3 separate regions of the Mus musculus genome follow, and regions 1 and 3 are each linked to region 2. A link is a contact called in public promoter capture Hi-C data. All regions are on one chromosome and are shown on one strand. Each heading gives the region's core, a stretch centred on a gene start, on an enhancer-like site or on the middle of the called end of the contact. The rest is flanking DNA. Distances are from core to core; before and after follow the strand shown.

What was found. Promoter capture Hi-C pulls out the DNA fragments that hold promoters and counts their contacts.
Region 1: a contact with region 2 is called in a promoter capture Hi-C map of stem cell-derived epiblast-like cells, with 4 times the contacts expected there. The contact joins the promoter of Rspo4 here to the promoter of Entpd6 in region 2. A contact is called at or near these places in 2 of 39 promoter capture datasets (liver and stem cell-derived epiblast-like cells).
Region 3: a promoter capture Hi-C map of 3T3-L1-derived adipocytes shows a contact between it and region 2, with 6 times the contacts expected there. The contact joins the enhancer-like site here to the promoter of Entpd6 in region 2. A contact is called at or near these places in 7 of 39 promoter capture datasets (the 3T3-L1 cell line, 3T3-L1-derived adipocytes, embryonic stem cells and 3 more) and 1 of 115 datasets of contacts at active chromatin or transcription factors (astrocytes).

Annotation. Positions count from the first base shown.
Region 1 is chr2:151,841,231-151,844,312 of GRCm38.p6, forward strand. It overlaps Rspo4 (R-spondin 4), which reads left to right and starts at 1,697. Exons shown (of 5, transcript NM_001040689.1): 1 at 1,697-1,922. The coding sequence starts at 1,844.
Region 2 is chr2:150,747,473-150,750,724 of GRCm38.p6, forward strand. Entpd6 (ectonucleoside triphosphate diphosphohydrolase 6) reads left to right here and starts at 1,609. Exons shown (of 14, transcript NM_172117.5): 1 at 1,609-1,761.
Region 3 is chr2:148,900,773-148,904,251 of GRCm38.p6, forward strand. No RefSeq gene overlaps it. Among named protein-coding and RNA genes, the nearest start is that of Cst3, 27 kb to the left of the region's middle. Within about 2 kb of position 1,624, at least 44 of the 459 cell types and tissues checked have an H3K27ac peak or open chromatin away from gene starts, as enhancers often do. A contact at or near this core is called in 3T3-L1-derived adipocytes, where this site is marked.

The DNA.
Region 1 (3,082 bases), core at 447-2,946, 1.1 Mb after region 2:
CCAGTACTTCTGCAGTGACGGGAGAAGGTCTGGGGGGGGGGGAGGCCATGCTGTAGCCAAGTTCTAGGGGGACAAATGGAAGAATTTTCTAGACAGAGTCATAGCAAAAGCCATGTAAAGGACCTGTACCCGAAGAATGGGAACCAAGGGGGGGGGGCATGGATAACTAGGGCAAAGGGAGAAACAGAAATATCTATGTTTACCAATGTGTTAAGAGGAAATATGGATACCCAGAAGAGGTATGGACTGAGAAAAAGAGAGAAAACCCTGGAAGAGGGTCAGATTATGACTGGGTTCTGAAAGAGTCAGTGGAGGAATGGAATTAGGCCACCAATCCATGGAGAGGCCAAGACAAAAGATGCTCAGGATGTAAGAGGGAGCTAGAAGTGGTATTACAGACCTGTTCAGTAGCACCTGGGAGATGGAGGGAAGACGATCAGGAGTTCAAGGTCATCCTTATCTACATAATGAGTTCCTGGGATACACAAGAACAGTGTCTCACAAAACCAAACACAAACAAACAAACAACAAAGAAACACCACATATAAGAGGCTTGAAAAGCTTGCAAACTACTGTGAGAAGGTGGAGACTTGGGCTGAAAGGGAGAAGACAGACAGCAAGGACATCGGAACCTGGCTGGTCAGAGGTAGGTGTGTGCTGGTGGGCTGGTGGTGTAGGAATAAGTGGGCAGGACCGCAGCTTCAGGACCTCTCTCTATCTACAAGTCACACTTGTAGCAAACAGGAAGCGAGACGGTCCTTTGGGTCTCCAAGGCTCTCTTCCACCCTTCGGTGATGAGACTGTGTGCTGAGCTGAGACGCGTCTGAAAGGCTATAGAGCTGCTGTGCAGTTTTGGGCAAACTACTTGGTCTCTCTGCGAATCCCTTCCCCCTTCGAATGAACAATTAGTCAAAAGAGAAAGTTCGTTATTCTAAAGCTTTTATGCATGTATTTAGCAGAAAGTCAAGTTCGTGGCTCTCAAACATTCTCTGTGGCAGCTTCACTGCGAATGGGCTTGGTTCACAGGGTAACAGGAGGCAGGAGAATATTGTTTTATTGGAAGAGCAATTTGGCACTGAAAAGGTTAAAAAACAACCCAATCCTGGAGATAAGGCTGGAAGAAATATACCCTGGGTCCTAGGTCCTTTGGTAAGCAAAGTATGCGGTGTTGGACACTGGGTCAAAGAGTAGGGTCTCCCCAAGGCTGCAGCAGGAAAGGCTCAGAGGCTACAACCAGAAAGTGTTTGGGATAACTAGAAAGAAAAAGCAACAGAGTGGAGCAGCAGCCTGCTCACACTCCCCCCTCCCCCACTCCGCCTACCCTCGTCCCCCAACCCCAGAGGAGATATGGAAAGGGCAAGACACCACAGAACCCAAGCTAGCCAGGTCGGAACAGTGAGCCAGAGAGGCCCATGCGCTTGGCAAGAGTCCTGTGTTGGAGGTGAGGCAGTCAGGGAATAAACAGAAAAACAAGCCAGGACGGTCCTGGGGACAGGAGGAAGAGGAAGACCAGAGTGGCAGAGGGAGGGTCTGTCCGGGTGAGTGTGCAGTGCGGCGTGTGCGCTTGTGTACCTAGAGCCGGCCTGTGCACGTGCGAGGGGCGTGGGGCTGCGCCCGCAAGGGCCCCCCGAGGGTTAAGCGCCGCCCAGCCGCCGACTCCTCCCCGCCCCGGCCGCGCGGCCGCGCTGACGCCCTCACTCGACCCACCGCGCCCTGGGCGCACCGGCGGGTCCCTGGTGGCCGTAGCGACCAGCGACCCGCGGATGCTCAACGCGCGCCACAGGCTGTCCCCCGCACAGAGGCTGCCGGGCCGTCGGGGAGCCAGGAGCACCAGGCTGCCCAGATGCGGGCTCCACTCTGCCTGCTGCTGCTCCTCGCCCACGCAGTGGACATGCTCGCCCTGTACCGAAGGAAGAAGCAAGGTACAGATGTGGCCGGGCTGGTGGTGGGGTAGGCACTACAAGACAGACTCGTGGTAGCCCAGCGGATATGGGTATTTGTCTGGTGCCTGATGCCTGGACTGTTGACTCAGGGTCGGAACGGGGAGTTGTCGACAACCTGGACCTAGGAAGCACTACTGGGAGGGAACTAGAGGTCGGGCTCACTGGCCCCAGCCTCCCAGCAGTGTCCCAAGGGTAACTCCACAGACACCAAAAACCCAAGGAACCACCCTTGGAAACAATGAACTAGAAGACAGGGCTAGTGACTTAGAAGCCAGCCCAGGCATCCACGCTGGGCCAGGATGAAGATCAGTGACTCCAGGGCTCATGTGGGGTTCGGGGGTTCTATCACTGCTCCTGACCCCTGCTGTCACAACCCCCACACTCCCAGAATTAATCTGGGTAAGCCTCTCTAGTGGTATCAGCATGACTGAGACCTGTGTTCAAGTTGAAGTCTTCTGGGGATGACCTGGAAGAAGTTTGTCCTCTCTCAGAATCTTAGGATATTTTTCCTTGGGACCTCCTGGAGCCACTAAGGAAACTTGAACCTGAGACTCTAATCGCGCCTGGGCCCTGTGAACATTGGGGTCTGTGCCACAGTTCCTCAGTGCCACAGTCAGATGTATTTTGGAGGTGAGGTGAGACTGCCCTTGCAGAGCTGGAGTTGACAGAACCTGAGCTGGTGTTGGGAGGGCAAGAGGACCAGCAAGCCCTGTGTCTGAACAGGGAAGGCCCCAGGACTCTGGATGCCTGTCTGTGCATCAACTACCAAAGGCTGGCTGCCATGCCAAGAGTGAGACACACACTGTTTCCTAGGTCCCCTATGATGCCCTAATGACAGTGGCTATCTCACTCTATAGAGCAGGAACCAGACATTCATGCAGGTTGCTTTGTTGAGCAGTCCAACGGGCAGGTGGGAGCTCTGATTTGCTCTCTGACTGAGAGCCTGAGTCTGGGAATACTGAATGGTAGGGTGTGTGAGAGTGGCCTTACCCATAGGGACTTCTAGTCCATCTGCGTGGAAAGCCTTTCGCAGATGTTGCAGCTCCTATAAGGAAGCAGGGAACACAGGGGCAGTGGGGAAGTAGGTATGGGGTGGAATATCAGGCCGTGGCCTAGGGAAACTGTTAAGGGAGTTGGAC
Region 2 (3,252 bases), core at 359-2,858:
GGCAGGGTCAGGTTGTAGGCTCCTTATATGCAAATACCAGGTGCTGGGCAAGCACTATTGCTCAGAGCAGATGACATCATTTGCTCTTGGGAAGCTTACACTTCAGTAGTAAAACAGAGAACAAACTGTTGGGCATGACTTATACTGTGAAGGAAATACACAAAGAATGGTAGAGAATAGCTCGGAGAGGTCCACTGTAAATGAAACAGTCTGAGAAGGTGGCATTATGTTATTTTAAAAGTGAGAAAAGATCTACAAAAGGAAATGCCTGAGAGAATAGCTTTCCAAGTAGTGAGTATGACCACTTGTAAAAACTAAGACAAAAATTCTAGAGAATTTGAGAGAAGTATTGTGAAAGTGGAGAAGATGGTAAAAGATGTGAAGGCAGAAGACAGAAGCAGGGTCCTTACAGGTCCACGAACAAACTTCAAAACACTAGAAAATTAAGTCAAAACTGTGAGGTGCAGTTTTTCTACTACAAGTTAGCAAAGAACCCAGCGTTTGGAAGGACTCCACCGTTGAAGACGTGGGGAACCCATGCTTTCACACATTATTTGTAAGAGTGTTAATTAGTACAATAACTGAAGAGAAAATTGAGTCGTATCTCTGGAGTTGTATTCAAAGAGCATATAGTTTATCATAGCCAATTCCAATACTAAGACTCTCTCCCACAGCACATCCATAGTGAGTAGCAAGATAGTCAGTCCTTGGGATGCTGTAGTGCTATGTACAACAAAACAGCCAGGGAAGTGGGGAGGGGAGAGCTTTTAAGATCCGCCAAATAAGAGACCATATAGACTTCCGTTGTAATCAGATCTTGGTGGTTTTATTAAAGTGAGACAAGGCAAGGTCCAATGAGCTGCTCACATGCTGTTTACAATAGTTTCGCGGGACTAATAGCGATTGCCAACCCTACTCTCACACAGTATCCCCGCACTCTGTGGTTAGCATCCACCCACTCACTCCCTGAGTACCCCATCTTTTCATTAGAAATCCTTGCTTTTAGGCTTTCCCAGCCGATAGACAGGGATGTCCTCCAGGAACAAGACCAGTGTCCTGCACCCCAATGTATAGATGCCATCACGTGGGCAGGAAGAAGCGGAGTCCTGGTTCGGTGGGGAAAAGACAACTTGGGAGATATTCAGACAAATGAATTAGGGACATACATCCAGAGTCTCGCTGCAGTTAGGAGCTGACAACCTTGTGGCTTCTAGGAAGACATCAGAAAATATGGCCAAGGATAAAGGACGCTTGATAGCACCGCATTCTCTATTGTGAATGCATATCCTATCACGAATTCCCTTGAAAGTAAAAGAAGCAACTCGGGTGTGGAGGGATGCAGGAGGAAAGCCTACAGAAGGACGAGGTGATGGATGAGATTGAAGTAACTCCTACTCTAGTCAAGACAAGGCTCTGTTCCTCCCACACCTCAGGACTTGTTAGAAGGATCCAAGATAAGCAGGAGCTCCAGAGCCCCCTACTGGCAGAAAGAAAAATAAACACCCAAAGAGCACATGGCTATTGCGCCTGCGTGGCTGGCAAACGCCATGGCACACGCGCATCAACGCCGTCCTGCCCACCCGGTGACGCAAAGTGCACGTAGGCGGAGACAGCTTCTCGGCGTCTGCTGGGGTTTGCTTCCACGCGTTAAGGCTCTGTTGACGCGGACCGGCGCTGGAGAGCTGGGCGCGCGGTGTGTGGTCGCTGTCTGCCTCCGGCTACGCCACTACCTCTCCTGCGGGGCCGAGGGAGCCGTGCAGGGTAAGCGGGGCCAGCGAAATGTGCTTGGCCCGGAGGACTGACTACGGTTGGTCTCCCCACGCGCGCGAGGGACGGGGTTCCCCGTGGTGCAGTTCCAATGCCTGATACCTCCCTGGGCCCGGAGACAGCTCCGGGGGGAGGCCTCGGGGTCACTTGCGCTCTCGGTCCATTCAACTGGCTGTCTTTCCGACCCTGCTGCGTAGCCCTCGCACGTCTACAACACACCGTGGGACTCGTGAGCTATGCTGTAGGCCAAGCAGCAGGGGTCTCTGCCCGAGTGTAGCCCACAGCCCTGCCGCGTCCATTCATTCTGCTGGCTTGTGCTGACCCGCCCCCAGCAGAACCAGGCCCAGGCGCCTCCCCTTCTGCACTGGATAGCCCAACTGGGAGGCTCAGGAAACCGGGGAAACCCTGTGTTCTGATTGTGTGGAAGGTGGGAACGGTGGTGACATGGAAGAACTTACCAGGGGTCAGGGTGGTTCCACCTGAGTTGGTGTGTGGCCACAGGTGCTTCAGGTTAAAGGAGAGAGAAAGGTCCAGATGTAGACACCCAGAATGTAGGACAGGGAGTCAGTGAGAACACATTTTTATTTTAAAAGCATCAGGAAGTAATTGGTTTTGAGACAACATTGCTGAGTAGGTCACAGTGGACACAGCCCTTCACCCTGAGAGTATATCCCCCCCCCCCCAAAAAAAAATCAGTCACCTGAAAATACCTGGTCCTTTTGTGTCTCTGCAGATCCTGTGTGGTGAGGGGCGTAGGGAATGCTCATAGCCAGAATAGGAAACTCTCAGACAGTGAGGAAGGAGCTTCCCTAGGGAGAGGCAGAGGAATGTGATTACAGGATCTCTCCTGGGGTGCTGCAGAGCCATGAAGGGGGCTGAATACCTAGCGTTGAGGGGAGGTTTCCCCATCCCTGTTACCAGCGTTTTAACAATGTCCTTGAAAATAATGCAGCAAGCATAAAGGTAAGTCTGAATATTGCCCGCCCCCCTTCTCCTGCCCTGGAAGAAGTGTAGACTAAGATGGTGTGTATCTGAGTCCCATCTGGAGCCTCATGGACAGAACGAACCTGAGAGTTACACAGCTCTCTCTCTGTGTACTTAGGTCTGGAAGAACCTACTGGCCCATGCAGGCATAGCACCCTGCAAAAGAATCAGGAGGAGGCAGTCTTCACCGGACTGTTCATCTATCTATATCTATATCTATATACATATAGATATAGATATAGATATAGATATATGTGTTTTTTTTTCTTTCTACAACTACCAGGAGAAATACATGATGCTTTGTTAATATGCTTTATTTTTGGACACATGTGTAGCATGTGCAGCAGTCATTTCCCACATAGCTTGGTTCCTGTCTTTTAATGCAAACCTGAAAAGATCTGGCAGCTGCCAGTTTGAATCAGATGGAGCCTATTTCTGAGATCTAGCCTCCCCTCCTCGCTCGCCCTCTAACATTCTCTGACTCCCGCATCTACCTGACAG
Region 3 (3,479 bases), core at 374-2,873, 1.8 Mb before region 2:
CTAAGTTCCCCAGCCCATGCATGTCTCAGGACCAATCCCCAAAGGCAAAGGACTGGTGGATGCTCTGCTTTTTTTTTTTTTTTTTCTTTTTTTCCTTTTTTTGTGGAGAAGCCATACTTCTGTTTAGGACACTTTCATCAGGACTGCCATGTTGGGTGGCCTACTTTGGACCTAATAGAAGACAGGTATGGTTGATGACCTACTTTTGTGCTTTTTGTTGAGGAAGGTTTGACTGCTCATAGTTTTTTGTGCCTTCCTTCATAGGAAGTTTAGGAATTGCTTTCCAGAGTGTCATTATATTGAAGGATTCCATTGAATATGCGAATTACTTTGGTAGTATTGAGGTAGATGAAGGGAGACCCACTTTTTTTCAGGGGTACTGAGTAGGTGTTACTCATTCTGCTAGTACTGCACAAATTGTCTTAAATCCTAAGTTTGTCAAGTTCTTGTTAGCAGGACTTTTCTTTTGTACATAAGTAAAGACAGTGGGGAATGGAGCAACTCGACACCTTTATTAGTAGTTATTGGCTTCTTACTGCCAATCCTTGATTGGAAGCACTTCCATTTCAGAGCCAGATGTCTGTCTGACACTGTCTGCAGACCACTTTGAATGCATTGAAGCTTCACTGAGCTAAGTAAGTATACAGCCACCACAGCTGATCTCTTTGAATGCTGAAGGTGCAGCCTCAGCCAGAGTATCTGAAATAGTTTTGTATCTGAGGTTTTACTGTCACAAACTAGTGAACACTGGGAGACACCACAGCTATTCTTGCCTATACCAGAGGGAAGCACTTTCCCTGGCCGTCTAATAGAGGGCCTGCTGTGACTGGATCAGAAGCAAGGTTTAATTTGCATGTAAGGCTCCCTGTGATTGCATGTAAGGCTCCAGCATTGTGATAAATCAGCTCTTGAGTGTGAAAGTCATTGCTAACATAACCACCACGGATAGCTAGGTTTTTGTTTACTGTTATTTTGATGAGCTTTGTAAAGTGCAGCCCAAGAATAAGGAAGATCCAAAGTGGGGACCCAGAATGCCAGGAGGGAGCATACAAATGCTCTAGCACATGGAGAAAAGGAAGCTTTCCCCTGGCTGCATGGGCCAGGAGAAAAGGAATTGTAGACAGGGTATTTTCAGACAGAAAACATCATGGACAGGCAGAATTAAGGGAGATAGGATCCCAGTCCAGAAAAAAGCCAAACTAAAACAAAACATGAACTTGAGCTGAATGAGAATGTGTGTATGATGAACCTTAGTTTTGGCCCTAACTATATAACCTGACTCCATCCCAGATTGATCATATACTGGAAGGAAGAAAATTGATTATACTCACGCCAGTGGTCCTAAGAAGACATAAAGACAAGAGTTGAGAAAGCAGAGATGTGAGATAAAGACGGAGCGAGGAGGAGAGGTCAGAAATCATCCAAGCTTAGGGTTTCACATATCACATATCACCTGTTGTGAGTTCTTCTCACTGAGGCCCATTTTTTCACCCCTATCTTCATTCTGGGTAATATAGTTTTAAGACTTTCAGCTAAAATTGGGAAAATAGAGACTGGTGCTGTAGAAAAGGAAGCTGCTGCCATCTGCTGTCACCTTTGGTCAATGCCCAGTGTCACTAGGTAGTCCACAGCAGCCAGGATAGTGTGTGGTGTGGGGTTCCCCAAGGCGCAGGACAGCGCTCATTTATGTTAGGTGTTCTGTCTCTCACTGAGGACACCGAGTCTACCCCAGAAGCCACCCCCAGTGCGAATTGGGGCTGACTGGGAGTGCCAGGAGCAGAAAAATCACCAGTGGTCCAAGTCTGCCCTCTTGTGGTCATTATCACCAGGTGCAGGATGCGGCCCAGCACTAAGACTCAGCTCAGGATGGGTAGGGTTTCCCCCCCTTAAGGTTCTGCATGTGTGGTTCTTTCCCCAAATCCACTTCTCTCTTTGCGTTTTCATATCTAGTTCTTTATCTTCCTTCAGATTAGATTAAATGTCATCGTCCCAAATTACATTTCCTGATAGTTCTTTTCTCTGTTGGATAGTATTTGGTTCTAAGCCCCGTGAAGACCACGATTTGCTCATCTCATTCCTATAATGAGTCTATTTCTAGCGCAGACCCTGAAAGATGATGGACGTTCAATACACATCTCAGCGAATATGTACTTATACGATGAACATGCCCTTGTGAGTGCGCCAGAGACTTTCCCAGAGTGGTTGAATTCTTTCCACGTGAACCTGATATAGTATTATCTCATGACAGCATCCAGCCAGGCTATAATGACTCTAATAAAAATGTGTTAAAACTGCCATTTTGATTCAGTGGCTAAAGTTAAAATCTATTTTCATTCTTCTACATGCAGACATCCTGTTAGACTAGCACCATTTGTTGAAGATGTTTTGTTTTCTCCTTTGTATGGTTTTGGCTTCTTTATCAAAAATCAAATGTCTATTTTATGTCTGAGTCTTTGATTTGATTCCATTGATCAATGTGTCTGTGTCTGTACCAATACCATGTATTTTTTTATCACTATTTCTCTGTAGCACATCTTGATGTCATGGGTGGTGATTCCTCCTGAAGTTCTTTTATTGTTCGGGATTCTTTGGCTATCCCTGGGTTCATTAGTTTTCCATATGAATTTGAGAATTGTTCTTTTAAGGTCTATAAAAATTGTGTTCTTTGTAGGACTTTATGAAAATGAAGGGAAAACATACTCACACTTATGGGACATAATGAAAGCTGTATTAAGAAGCACATTATGAGCATCAACCACCTTCCTAAATAAATTGAAGAGGTCTCAAGATAGCAACTTAATAGCACACCTGAAAGGTGTAGAACAGCAAGAAACAAACACATCCAAGAGAAGTAGATTGCAGGGAAATAAACAAACTCTGGACTGAATTCAATAAATTAGACACTAAGAGAGCAGTACAAAGAATTAATAAAACTAAGAGTTGGTCCTTTGAGATAATCAACAGATAGAAAACTCCATAAACAAACTAATGAAAAGGATACAGAGAGACAGGATCCAAGTCAGAAAATCAAAAATGATTAGGGAAACATAACAACAGATAATGAGGAATTCAGAGAATCATTGGTCTTGCAACAAAAGCCTAGACTCCACAAAATTGGAAAATCTAAATGAAATGAATGATTTTTCTAAATAGTTACAGATTATCAAAGTTAAGTCAAGATCAGGTACAGCATTTAAATAGTTCTATAACCCTGAAGGGAATAGAAATAGTCATTAAAAGTCTTCCAGTGAAAGAAAAGCCTTAGGACAGATGGTTTCAGCACAGAATTCCAGAAGAGTTAATACCAATACTTCCCAAATGATTCCACAAAATAGACAGAGAAGAAACACTCCCAAACTCATTCTATGAGGCCGCATTCATTCTGATACCTAATCCACACAAAGATTCAACAAAGAAAAACAATTTCCGATCAATTTCCATTATGAATATTAAAGCAAAAATGCTAAAAAAAACCCTTG